Regions from separate parts of the Mus musculus genome. Here region 2 is linked to region 1. Evidence: chromatin contacts called from public Micro-C data. All regions are on one chromosome and are shown on one strand. Each heading gives the region's core, a stretch centred on a gene start, on an enhancer-like site or on the middle of the called end of the contact. The rest is flanking DNA. Distances are from core to core; before and after follow the strand shown. Region 1 holds the start of Tmem132b (transmembrane protein 132B). Region 2 holds the start of Fzd10os (frizzled class receptor 10, opposite strand).

Region 1 (6,919 bases), core at 1,703-4,202:
AGGGCGAGAGTCATTTCCAACCTCAGCTTCTTTGTGTATGTATAGAACCTTGGGAGTCCTGCTTGGTACTCCCCAGGCCAGGTGAAACATGGGGATTTGAAGTTGAGCAGGGATGAGAAGATACACTTGCTGAGGGAGCTACAGGGTCTCCTGGTTATACCCTCAGCTCCTCAGCTCTTCTGGGCCCTCCAGACCCCTCTGCTTAGAATTTCCATAAATACTATCAGAAACACCGGCTTGGTTAACACGCAGAAATCCTCGCCCAGTGAAGGTACAGGCCAAAGCAGGGACGCTCAGAAAGCGTTAGGGGTTTCTACAAAGTCGCACAGCAACTAACCTGCCTTCTCCCTGTCAGCCATTCCACAAAACAGACCCCTCCTTCCTCTGTGGTATTACATCATCACCAGCAAGGGTCAGCTGGGGAGCGCACTCCGGCCCAGCTCTAGAGGTTCTCTGAGATGTGATGAGGTACCTCTGAACTGAACGGGAGTGTGTGTGAGGTGGGGGTAAGGTAACCGATGCCTTCCATCACCCCCGGGGATTTATGGATCTTGGCTTGTGGCCTGCCTTCCATGTACTATGCCCCTACCAAGGAAGCCATAGAATCCCTCTGGTCACAGATCCTAGCTCTTGATGACCTGGTCCAATACACCCTGGCCTCCCTCTGGCTATGGCTGCAGCCTGCGCTATCTCCATCACGGGGCTGCTGTTCAATCCCAGTTCCTCAAGAGTGGCGGTTCCTGCTGTGTTTACTTCTTGAGTCCTCACCATCCAGCCCAGGCCTCGAGCACAGTAGGTGCACAGCTCAGTGATATTCGCTAGTAAATGAAGGAGAGGTGGAAAAGGTGACTGGAGTGGCACCCAGAAGTACCTGAGGTTGGGTAGCATCCCCTACAGCCATAGTCACCAGGGAGAGGGGACACACAGAACCTCTGAACTCAAGAAGAAACCCAGAACCCAAGCGGGGTGGTGGTGGCGCACGCCTTTAATCCCAGCACTCAGGAGGCAGAGGCAGCTATACAGAGAAACCCTGTCTCGAAAAACCAAAAAAAAAAAAAAAAAAAAAAAAAAAAAGAAAGAAAGAAAGAAAGAAAGAAAGAAACCCAGAACCCACTGTCCACCTATTGATGCCTTTGCCAGGAGCATGGCAAAGACAGGATTCCTTATGAAGGAGGGCTGCAGGCAGAGCAGAATTTGTTCTTGGTAACTAACCTGCTCCTGCTCCTTATTCTTTTCTTCTTTTTTAAAAAATTGTGGAAGAGCCTGGAGCTGCCTGGACTAATGAGTCCCTACTAATGAAGTAGGTCCACCAGCCCCCTCACCAGCTGGGAAGGCCGGAGTGTGCTGATACTCGCCCATGGAGGCAAATCAGACACGGTGATAACGGCTGCAGCGAGCATGAGGGTGTTACCCTTGGCGGATCGGGTCAGGGGTTTCCTGTGTGCATTCCTGGGAATACCAGCTAGAGGCTGCCCTGACTTTATGTCTCAGGTTGGGAAATTGAGGCTCTTTGGAGGATTATGAGTTTTGCCTGCCCTGGGTTCTCAACTAAGGATGCTGGGCCACAGTCTGCATCATCCCTGTTGACTGATTTGAGGTCTGACCCATCTTTCTTTTTTTCTTTCTTTCTTTCTTTCTTTCTTTCTTTCTTTCTTTCTTTCTTTCTTTCTTTCTTTCTTTCTTTCTTTCTCTCTCTCTCTTTCTTTTTCTTTTTCTTTTTCTTTTTCTTTTTTTTTTTTTTTTTTTTTTTTTGGTTTTTCGAGACAAGGTTTCTCTGTATAGCCCTGGCTGTCCTGGAACTCACTTTGTAGAGCAGGCTGGCCACGAACTCAGAAATCCGCCTGCCTCTGCCTCCCGAGGGCTCGGATTAAAGGCGTGCGCCACCACTCCCGGCTTCTGACCCATTTTTCTACGCCAAGCCAGGACACCAGAAACTGGTGGCAGGTTGAGCAGAACCCAGACTCTAATTCAGGTGTTTAGACACCACAGCCTCTGTCTGGCTTTGCAGCCTGGTGAAGGGAACTTCCAGGGCCTCTCAGAGAAGCACCTCGGAGCTTCCCTGTTTCAACCTGTCGCCTGGACTAGGCTGTGCATTCAAAGGGACTGTAGTTTCTTGGTCCCTGTAAGCTGGGACTCTCTTCCCACGCCGGGCTGAAGCCTGGCCCACTTCGTGGACATATCGGACGACCTGCCTTGGTGGCGGAGCCGTGCCTCCTCTCCCCACTCCTTAGCACAGAAAGAGCGCTCTGATCTGCCTGAGGCTGGTAGATACTCTTGCGGGCTCTCAGGCCACACCACATCTATCACGTGCCCTAGTCTGCGCGCAGCAATCTATCCCTCACAGATGCCTCCTCTGCGGGCCTCTCCGGTAGCTTGCTTGCCTTCTCAACCCCGGGGACGCCCAGCGTTGCGCTCCCTCCCAACACTCCCTGGGAACCCGCTCCGCACTCTAAACGCTCTCTCTGTCCCTGCCCGACTACCTATTCGGGTCTCCACAGGCCTTGGCGGCCCTGTGCTCTCCCCTGGGAGTGAGTGACACATCCTGACGCTTAACCGCTGGGTGGCCGCCTGGTGTCTTGGCCCGGAGGAGGGGAGGGGACTGGGGGGGGGGGAGGACACCTCCCTGCCTCCTCTTTTTCTATTCTTTAACATCTCTGGGTATGTTCCTCCTCTCTCTTCCTCTCTTCCCTATTCCTCTTCTTCTCCCCTTCCTTTCCTCCTTTCATCTCCTTCCTTCCCTAACTCCATCCTCCTCCCTCTTCTTCTAGCCCCATTCCTCCTCCTCCTCTCCCTCCTCCTTCCTCCTCCCTTCCCCTTCTCCCTCCTCCTCCTCCTTTCCTGTCCTCCTCCCTCCTCCTCCCTCCTGGCTGCTCCCCTCCTCCTCCCTCCTCCCTCCCCTCCTCCCTGCTCGGCTCGCTCACTCTCGCGCTGGCTGGAGGGGCGGCCGGCAGCTGGCGCTGGCCGAGGCGGCGGCGGGATGGGACGCGCGCTGGGGCGCAGGAGCCGCGGCGCCGGCGGGGGCCGCGCAACTCCGGCCAAGTGCAGGGCGGGCGCGCGCTGAGCCCGGGCGCCGTCTGCAGCCGGCGGCCGAGCGCGGAGCTGAGAGGTGCGGGAGGCGGCGGCGCAGGAGCGAGCGGAGCCCGGCGCCGGCTCCCGGGAGGACCATGCGGGCCCCGGCCGCGTCGCTCGGGCTGCTGCTGGCGCTGAGCGCGCTCCGCTGCGCAGGTAACGCGGCCGCGTCCCCTCCCCGACCCCGCGCGCAAAGTTGCTGCCTGGGTCCCAAGTCCCGGGCGGCCGCCGCCTCCTGCTCTTGGCGGGTCTGGGGAGCCCCGGGCGGCCCAAACCCCGCGCGCGTCCCCTTTGCCTCCTCTCCAGTCCCAGCTGCCCTTTGGATCCTTTTGGGGCTCCGGGAGCCACAGGCAGGGCTCCCTGAAATACCCCTCCTTACGCTGCCTGGCACCCGGGCCCCGGGGTCTGCTGGAGATGTAGTGGCCCAGCGTCCGTGGATTGCTGTCCTGTTGTCTGGACACCTGCGGGGCCTGGAGGTCGTCTGGGCTGGCCATGTCTGGCTTGGCTGCAGTCCTTCCCGCGCCTGGTTGCCCCTCTGTTTCCAGCCTCCCAAAGCTACCCGCTCCCCCAAGTGGCTCCCGCTGTCTCCCAAAGTAGCTTCCGCAGGCAGCCAGGTGACCCTGCCGCTCACCCTCTGGAAGCGCGGGTCGTCCCAGCACCCTGACCCATACGTGGTCTAGCAGGACCCGGGAGCGTGGTCCGCTCAGGCACCTAGTGATGTCTAACGTGAAGGTGTTCAGAGCCCTCGCCCCGGGATCCGGGAGTCTGGCTCCAGACTGGCACCTGCGCAGCTGTCGCCTAAACCCCGCGAATGGGGGAAGTCAGAATAGCCAGTTATATGCTGTTTGCAGCCTGGGATGGAGTTGGCTAGGTTCAGCCACCTCGGTGTTGCTACGTGTTGGTTGTAGAGGAAGCTTATCCTAAAATGACAGTACCCCCCTCCCCCACCCCAGGCAAGTAGAGACAATCCCAAAGGCTGGGAAGAAGCGACAGTCACGAGCCCTGTTCATGTGCGTATGAGGGCTGTGTTCTCCAGACCTTTAAAGCCCACGTTTTGGGAGCAGGTAGCTTTAGACTGAGAGCTTCGCTTCCCATTCCTTAAAACAAAAACCGACCGTACAGATACCCAGAACGCGGAAGGAAAAATGCACCCTCAACTTTGCGGCTCCGACTGCCTGGGTGAGGTCGCACTTAGGAGTAAACCTGGATGCCAACTTGTTTGGAAGGATGACTGTGCATAGGCAAAAGTAAATATTGCCTTCCTTCTAGATGACCTCAAGTGACCCCAAATATTTACTAAGACTTTCCCCTTGGAGAGATGGTGGCCAGCCTTGGGCTTTGTTTGCACCACTGGAGGATGGCTCTGGTCCTCAAGTGGAGGGCTCTTCCTTGGCGCCGTTAATGAGCAACCTCGAGCTGCTTGCTCTTGGAACTCCCCTGTGGGTTGGAGAGGGGCACTGACGGGGGTCCAGGCCATTTCCTCAGAGCGGAAGCTCTGAGACGCGGTTGCCAAAGTGCACAGTCCCTCGGACTTGCAAATTACAGTGTTGTGGCTATTTTCTCTCTCCACGGGGGTCAGCGTTCGCCTGGCTGTGTTCAAAAAGCCATCCTGGGCAACCTTGAAGGAGGAAGCTGCCTGTTTCTTGCCTTGTGCCAGAACGAGTCCCCTCACCCTGTCCAGCCCCACCCAGCTACAGAAGAGCCTGTGCGTGGATGGCTCTGGGAGGCTTGTGGTAGAAGAGAGGATGTGCCACCCCTGGGAACTCATTCCCGGCCCTCCTAGGAGGTGTCAGTGCAGCTCTCGGCTGCATAGCTTGCCATACTTTGGGTCCTCGGTTGCCCATGCCTTCCATCGGTTCCCACCAGGGACATAAAGAGAAACACAGTTTGCTAAGCCTATATTTAGCTCCAAAACAAGGGTGATGTTTCTGAAAGAGCTGCCTACACTTGGTTGGTTGGTTGGTTGGGAGTTAACCAGCTTCATCTAGAACTGGCTGCATTTTCTAGATCGTTTCTGGACCAACCTTAGATTGAGTGGCTGAGACCCTGGAAGTGGGGCTTGAAGAGTTCAGCTGTACGGAGGCGCTCCTATAGCACACGTTCTGTTGCCTGTGCCCTCTTCCTGCGTGGGCAGCTACCCCGGGAAGGAGAGCGGTGGGCGGACTTCTTGGAGCTTCGTGAGGGCTGAAGCATACGGAATTGCACTTGGTTGGAGTCAGCACCAATCCTCCGGCTTAGCGACTAGGGGGCCCCATCATTCAAACCGTGTTTGTTCATGCTGTGGCTTTGGAAGTTAGTGATGCAGAGACAGACCACTGTCCCCTGGGGGAAATTGACAAGCCTTGCTTTGTTGACCCTTGATGCTTTTGTTTGGAGAGGGTGTCTGTGGAATGGGGTAGATAGGGTTCTCCACCTTCCTCCACCCGAGCCCCTCCCTCGCCCCCAGCCTTGCTAGTGACAAGTTTGCAAATCGTAGGGACGGCGCTGTTGCCTTGCAAGTCACAGGGCTTAGTCCTGCTTGGCCCCGTGTAGTAGTCTATTTGTTCCTCATTACACCACGCCTTGGGAAGGGGTGGCCCCATGGTGTGGGGAAAAAATGCAAATTCCGTCGCAGCCTCCAGTGATTTAATGGCACTGGGGACCTTCCCAGAGTAAATCATCTGGCACCCCTCCTACAGCCAATGGCCAGAACCGGGAGATGTGGGGGGTTTCCTCAGGAGCTCCGCTTTAGTGACTGGAGCCAACAAAGAGCGGGGGCGGTTGCCATGATCCGGAGGACAAAAAGGAGTCCCCTTCTTTACTGGCTTGGAGTCTGGGAGGGTGGTTTCAGGCAGTAAACTTCTCAAGGGTTTCCTTCCCAGAGAACCCCTGGTTCTGGGTAGCCTGTATTCTTCTGCATCTCAGTTTGAAAGTGGGGGATGGAAAGAGTTCGTTTCCCCACAGACCTAGGAGGAGGAAGAGAGGGAAGGGGAGGGGAAGGGGGAGGAGGAGGAAGAGGAGGAGGAGGAGGAGGAGGAGAAGGAGGAGGGGCTTAGGTACCACCCGCAGCTCTTTGGAGAAAGTGGTCCAGAGCAGATGGGCGCCTCTGAGCGCAGTCCTGCTGCAGGTCCGAGGTTGAGGCCAGCCAGAGGGTGTGAATTTCTGTCAAACTGGGGCTCCTATCCACTGGCTAAAGCTCTGTCTTCTCAACCCATCGTCTTGGACTCTCTCTCTCTCTCTCTCTCTCTCTCTCTCTCTCTCTCTCTCTCTCTCTCTCGTGTGTGTGTGTGTGTGTGTGTGTGTGTGTGTGTGTGTGTGCGCGCGCGCGCACGCGCGCGTTGATACAGGATCTCACTATGTAGCTCTGGCTGTCCTGGAACCTCTATAGACCAGGCTGGGCTTGAATTCACTCTGTAGACCAGAGATCCGCCTGCCTCTGCCTCCCCAGTGCTGGGATTAAAGCCTGGCTTGCCCTAGACCTTATACATGGGGTTTCGTTGGGTAGAGGATTTTCCACTTAAGGAATCTCAGGCTATGACAGCGACAGCCCTTTGACATGGCCCAAGTAGGAACCTGAGGGATAAAGACAGAGTCAGAAGGTTAATGCTGGCACTGGCAGGGAAACATCCGACTCTTGGGCCACGGTCTATGTGGCAGGTTCTGGGAGCATGCTCCCCTGCAGGTGGGCAGGGCCTCTGCTTAAGTCTATAGGTGAGGCTACTTAATGGGAAGGCTAGGCAAATGCCACTTCCTTCTGTATGCCATGGTACGTGTACCCTCCCAAATGATACTTAAAAAAAAAAAAGTAAGATATTGGCAGGTACACACACCTCTACCCTCTGCCTCTGTTTGTGGTCTCATTCTCTGCCCT
Region 2 (6,783 bases), core at 2,292-4,791, 3.1 Mb after region 1:
GGAAGTGGCCTTAAAATAGCGGCCTAAATTGTTCTGCCGCGGCCCGGACACTCCTTCATGCATTTTATAACGCAGAGGGCCAAGGGCCTTTTCTCTCTGCGCCTCACCACCCCCAACCACCCCGTATCTTACATGTGCTGAAGTGTAATTAAAACTTGTTCTTAAGTTTGGGGCAACCTACACTGCTTTGTGGTATGAGGTGTGTGTGTTTTATGCTTGGAGCATATGTTTGTGTGTGTTAACTAAACATCACTTTGGATGACTTTAATATATCTCCTCCGAAAGGGGGGGGGGGATTGTGAGGCAGTCGTGGAACCAAGCCTAGTGGGTTGGAAAACTGAATTCTCAATGTGTGCCTTTTAAAGAGACCATTACCAGTAAGCAGACCACTTTCCTTACTGTAAGGAACAGTTTGGAAAATGCAAACAGAGATCTTAAGAGCTTTCCAACTGGATCCGCAAATAGGAAAGTTCTAGAAATGGCCTTGAAGCTACCAAGACAAACGTTAAGGAGCCAGCTCCCTGGTTCATCTTCAGGCTGGGAGACAGGATGTTCATGTCTTTCTATAATCTCTGCCCATACCCCACATGTTTACTCTTGCAATTAGCTTGTAACAGGCTAAGCTTCTGGCTTAATTTTTCTTTATTGTAGGAGACGAAGTACTTTTTTTTTTATCTTAAAGAGATTATTTGGGTTCTCTCTAATCCTATTTCAGAAACCCCTCTCAAGACTTTATGGTTCCTTCACCCATACTGAGGAAGGATGCAGCTTTGATTACCACTGAGACCCATGGCAGAGAATCTTTTCTTTTTTTTTTTAACTTCTGACTTTACCAATTAAACAGGGCCTTCCTTTCAACTCCCCACCACCTCCAAAATTATTTAACTCAAGACACCATCTGACTCTTAAAGAGTATTCCTTCCAGAATACCTTGCACTCTCCTTGGTAGACATTTGCAAGAACTCTACGCTAATATCTACAGACAGTATTTTGAAATCTCACGTAGATAGATATATTAGGAGATTTGGGGTCCAAAGTACCCTTTGCTCTAGGATGCTATTTAAAATCATGTTTAATTATCAAGTTTCATTAGAAACCCTTGCTCAAATTTTGAGAAACCTAATAAGATTTCCATTAATTTAAACATAGCTCTATTCCCAGGCCAGTCCCCCCCACCCCACCCCAAAGCTTTCTCTTCCCTCTTTTATCCCTGGTTAAATATGTAAATAAAATGTCTAAAGTCGTTCTTCAAAGAAGACAAAAGAAAAAAAAGAGCCGAGGGGAGAGAGACAGCCATAAAATTCCTCCCAGCTCTCCATAACGCTTGCCAGAGGGGGGCCGGTTTCCGAGCCAGGGCTGAGCAGCAGGGGACCCGGCTGCTCTGGAGTCACTCGTCTCAAATCCCACACACAGGAGAGAGAAAAATAAAATATCTTTTCAGCTGGAGCCATCAAAGGGGTCCTTTCATTTATTAGCGTTGCCTTCCACTCTCGCTATCTCGGGGCCCTTATTTTTAGATACTAATGTCTATTTGTTGCTTTCCTTTCTTTTTCTATACTAGGTTGGGCAGATGGAAGAAATTCTGTTAGCTTTTTCTTCTCTTAATATATTTTAAGGGAGTCCCGGGGGTTGGGGGAGAGAAGAAAGGAACGTGAAGTGATCATAGCTAAAATAAAAGGTCGGAACACTGTAGAAGTAACCAGAGCATAAAAGACCAATTACGTGGGGCAGTCTCAAATAGCTCACACCCTGCTCCGGAGCTGAGCTCACCCAGGCTACTTCCACGCCCCCCACGCCCCAAGGGGCGGGGGGGGGAGTGTGGAATTAGAAGAGAGAGAGAGAGAAAACGGAAGGCAAAAGTGTCAGGAAGGACCCCTTGCAAACTAGTCTGTCTTAAAGCTAAGCGATAGCCCAAGAATCTTACCTGACTTAAAAGGTTTTGGAAACAGCGTACTAAACTATAAATATCTAAGTAAACCATCCTTATCCAAGCCGCAAGCGTTCACCACACCGCAGGTTTTTCTTGGGTCACTAACACGGTGGTGGGTGGTGATTCTGACTGTGTTAACCTCAGTCTTCCGGACCGCTGTTTCCACGGATCCAACTTCCTCCCGTGAAAGGCAGAGGGGACCAGGGGATCTAAAGGTGAGGCATGAGCCTGTGCACACCCCTCCGCCCCCCACCCCCAGGACTCAGCAGGTCCTGGGAGTGTCCCAGCCTCAGGTCTGTCCGCTATGTCTGACAAATGAAAGGGGGGTAAAGAGGAAGAACTCCCTGCAGATGGGACGCTGAAGCCTTGTTTTAATTAGAAGTCGATCCTCTGCAGGAAGCGCAAGGCAGGGCGGGGAGGAGGGGTCCTGGGTAGCCTCGTTCCTGGCTTGGCTGGAGCCACTGAAGGCTTCCAGGCATCTGTGCACCCAACTCGGCCCTGGGGTGCGCAAGACTGACTGGCCGAAAGATGAGCAGGGGACTTAGCTGCACCTATGCAGTTGGGGGAGTCCGCACTGGAGGTCCTGGTAGTTTCCCAGACACTTAAAACGCAGACCTGAATGGGGGTGGGGTGGGGTCTAAGGAGAGAGTGGGCCACCGCCCTGAGGGCTGTTTATCCAAAGCCAAGAGTCCGCGACAGGTGCCGCACCCCAGATCTCTCGGACATCTAAGGACTGCGGTGGGCTCCCATGGTGCACTCACTCCCTGTGCGGGGGAAGGAGGTTGAAGCTCTGTGTCCTTATCACAGATTAGCCCAAAACCAACCAAGGGGCAGGAGCCAGCATAGCAAGGCACGGAGAGGCCCCACCACTCTGCGTGGGAACCAGCCGTGCGCGTGTAGGCCGGGGCTCAGCCTCCGCCTCCCAGGAGGACGCAGGCCGAGCACATCTTTCGCCAAATAATATAAATACACAACTTCCTATAATAAATAAACTCAGCCGCTTGGAGAAACCACCAGCCGGCTTGGCGCGATGGTCCCCAACACGGTGGCCTTGGCGGGGCAAGGGTCACCACGATTCAAGCCAAGCCCCTCTTCTCGGGGTGCGGGGTGTCAGCGGCCCGGAAAGTCTCCTCCCCGCCCCCTCCCTTCTTTCTTTGAGTAGACCTTGCAGAAGAGGCCCTAAACTCCGGCTTCCCAAGTCCCCTCCCCCTCCCCTGCACTCGGCCCTTTTGAAATTTCAAAGGCAGCCCCTCCCCGGAGTCCGAGCTCCGCGCCCCGGGCAGCAAACCCCCGGCTTCGGGAAGATGCGGGCAGCTTTACAAGCCGAGGGGCCACTTTTTTATGAGCACGGTCATAAAACGCAAATCCCGTGTCTCTTTGAAAGTGCCCTCCGCCAGGGCCCGGTCGTAAAAGTAGAAGATGCGTCCCCAGCCCCCAACCCCGGGTGAGGACCACCCTTACCCGAGTCCCCAAACTTCCCGTAACCTCGGCGTCCTTGGGGTACCGGGGACAATCTCAAGGCCTCCCACCCCCCCTCTGGGGCGGGGAGGGCAAGCAGAGAGGCCGGCAGGAGGTGAGGCTGGAGGCTGGGGTCCAGCCCCAAGCTGGGGCTGAGGGCGGAGGCTGCCCGGGGCGCAAGGCTTTCTGATGCAAAGCAGCAGCGGGGCGGGGCGGCGGGCGGAGGCGGGGCCTGTCACCAATCGGCTTTGCTTTTTTTTTTTTTTTTTTTCCCTCTTTGCTACTCTTTGCCTCTTTGCAAGTCTTCTCATCCCGGGACGCCGTGCTGGAAGCAGCTGCGGGCGCCGGGAGGGAGGAGCTCCAGGGCCCAGGGCCACGGTGTGCCCGCGCTGCCCCACCGCGGTCCGCGATCGCCCGCGCCCGGAAGAAGAGGCCAAAGTTTGCGCGCTGAGCGGCGCTCGCTCCGCCGTATTGTTTGCAAACTTCGCTCCCCTCCCCCGCCGCCCCCCGACTCCGCTGAGGCCGCGCGCCCACCGCGGTGGCCCCGGGCGCCGCGAGCGCTCCGGCCAGACTGGATGGGCATGCGCGGGGGCCCGAGCCGGGGCGCGGAGCCGCGGGCAGCAGCAACAGCCCGTGCCCGGGAGCGGCGGCCCTGAGCGGCGCTGGGACATTGAGGGCGCCACCATGCAACACCCGGGCCCGCGCCTGTGGCTGGTGCTGCAGGTGATGATAGGCTCGTGCACGGCCATCAGCTCCATGGACTTAGAGCGCCCTGGAGACGGCAAGTGCCAGCCGGTGGAGATTCCCATGTGCAAGGACATCGGCTACAACACCACCCGCATGCCCAACCTGATGGGTCACGAGAACCAGCGCGAGGCGGCCATCCAACTGCACGAGTTCGCGCCGCTCGTGGAGTACGGCTGCCACAGCCACCTTCGCTTCTTCCTGTGTTCGCTGTACGCGCCCATGTGCACCGAGCAGGTCTCCACACCCATCCCTGCTTGCCGGGTCATGTGCGAGCAGGCCCGGCTCAAGTGCTCGCCGATCATGGAGCAGTTCAAATTCAGGTGGCCGGACTCCCTGGATTGCAGCAAGCTCCCCAACAAGAACGACCCCAACTACCTGTGCATGGAGGCACCCAACAACGGCTCGGATGAGCCCAGCCGGGGCTCTGGCATGTTTCCTCCGCTCTTCAGGCCCCAGAGGCCCCACAGCGCGCAGGAGCACCCACTAAAGGACGGGGGTCCGGGGCGCGCAGGTTGTGACAACCCAGGCAAGTTCCACCATGTGGAGAAGAGCGAATCTTGCGCACCGCTTTGCACTCCGGGGGTGGATGTGTATTGGAGCCGCGACGACAAGCGCTTCGCTGTGGTCTGGCTGGCCATCTGGTCCGTGCTGTGCTTCTTCTCCAGCGCCTTCACCGTGCTCACCTTCCTCATCGACCCATCGCGCTTCAGGTACCCCGAACGTCCTATCATCTTCCTCTCCATGTGCTACTGCGTTTATTCGGTGGGCTATATCATCCGCCTCTTCGCGGGCGCGGAGAGCATCGCTTGTGACCGGGACAGTGGGCAGCTGTATGTTATCCAGGAAGGACTGGAGAGCACGGGCTGTACCTTAGTCTTCTTGGTACTTTACTACTTCGGCATGGCCAGCTCTTTATGGTGGGTGGTCCTCACCCTCACTTGGTTCCTGGCTGCTGGAAAGAAGTGGGGCCATGAGGCCATTGAAGCCAACAGCAGCTACTTTCACCTGGCAGCTTGGGCCATCCCGGCTGTGAAGACTATCTTGATCTTGGTGATGCGCAGGGTGGCAGGGGATGAGCTCACTGGTGTGTGTTATGTGGGCAGCATGGATGTCAATGCTCTGACCGGCTTCGTGCTGGTCCCGCTGGCTTGCTACCTAGTCATCGGCACTTCCTTCATCCTGTCCGGCTTTGTGGCTTTATTCCACATCCGGAGGGTGATGAAAACGGGTGGGGAGAACACGGACAAGCTGGAGAAGCTCATGGTACGCATAGGGGTCTTCTCCCTCCTCTACACTGTGCCGGCCACCTGTGTGATTGCCTGCTATTTTTATGAACGCCTCAACATGGACTACTGGAAGATGCTGGCCACCCAGCACAAGTGTAAGATGAACAATCAGACCAAGACACCTGACTGCCTGATGACCACCTCCATCCCTGCCGTGGAGGTCTTCATGGTCAAAGTGTCCATGCTGCTGGTGGTGGGCATCACCAGTGGGGTGTGGGTCTGGACTTCCAAGACCCTGCAGTCCTGGCAACACGTATGCAGCCGGGGGCTAAAGAGAAAAAGCCGGAGGAAACCAGCCAGTGTGGTCACCAGTGCAGGGATCTACAAAAAAGCCCAGCACCCCCAAAAACCTCACCTTGGGAAGTATGAACTGCCCGCCCAGCCTTCAGCCTGCGTGTGAAGGCAGAGCTGGCTGCAAGAACAGGACATTCGGAGCCCAAATGGGCAGCTTTTCTTGGTTGGCTGGTTGTTGGTAAATCAAAGTAAAAAGAATATGTATATATATATACATGTATGTGTATGCATGTGCATATATATGCATATATTTACACATACATGAAGTCTACCTTGAGGTTCAGAACAGCTGAATGTAAAGGGTTCTGTTCAGTTTGTTGCCTCCCTGAAGGGTCGCTCATTAAGGAGGGAGCCTCTTGTGTAACTAATTTGTGGTAAAGTAGTTGATTCAACCGCCCTCCAGAAAACTTTTGTTTAGGCCTCAAGCACACAGCTGTGTATTCAGAAGGCTTTGCTGCCTGTGCATAAACTTGAGGCTGGAGAGCTCCTTTGTAAGCTAAAGAGCTTTCCTGGGGGGGGGGGGGGGCAGCCAGTGAGCCACCCAAGGGCCTGCTCTCCCTCCCTCACTCCCCCAGCTAGGCTGCTGTATGGGTGGGAGGGAAGGTGAGGAGGAGAGGGGATAAAAGAGGTGACACCCCCCCCAGCCCAAGGTCTGCCTGCAGATCCCTTAAAAGAGAGTCACTTCCCCAGCCTTCATAGCCATGTTTCTCCCAACACAGAGCCCACGCTACCCTCTCACCCCACTGCAGATCTAACACTGGAGAATTCAAATGGTGTGCAATACTTTTTTTTTTTTTTTTTTACATTTTCCCCCTCTCCCTAGCAAAACAAATGAGAGAGAGAAAAAGTATTTTGTTGTAAATAAAAGGCAAGAAAAGAAATCATCTAACAAAAGAATTTAGAGGCTCAAGCCTCAGGGTTGGGGGTTGGGGGGGCGCCTTCAGCCTGATACATTTTGTGGCTTTTTAATGGAAACCAAGCCAGTGTGTTCTACACACTGGGACTGATTTGTGGAGAGGAAGGGGGAGGGGGGGAAGCCAGTGGAGAGCACCAGAGGGCTTATTGACT

Evidence for each region. Hi-C and Micro-C count contacts between places; a contact is called where the count stands out from the background.
Region 2: a Micro-C map of embryonic stem cells shows a contact between it and region 1, with 6 times the contacts expected there. The contact joins the promoter of Fzd10os here to the promoter of Tmem132b in region 1. A contact is called at or near these places in 1 of 39 promoter capture datasets (embryonic stem cells) and 2 of 484 Hi-C or Micro-C datasets (both in embryonic stem cells).

Annotation. Positions count from the first base shown.
Region 1 is chr5:125,529,466-125,536,384 of GRCm38.p6, forward strand. It overlaps Tmem132b (transmembrane protein 132B), which reads left to right and starts at 2,953. Exons shown (of 9, transcript NM_001190352.1): 1 at 2,953-3,225. The coding sequence starts at 3,165.
Region 2 is chr5:128,597,146-128,603,928 of GRCm38.p6, forward strand. Fzd10os (frizzled class receptor 10, opposite strand) reads right to left here and starts at 3,542. Exons shown (of 6, transcript NR_015517.2): 1 at 3,392-3,542. Fzd10 (frizzled class receptor 10) reads left to right here and starts at 3,961. Exons shown (of 1, transcript NM_175284.3): 1 at 3,961-6,783. The coding sequence starts at 4,073. The coding sequence ends at 5,821.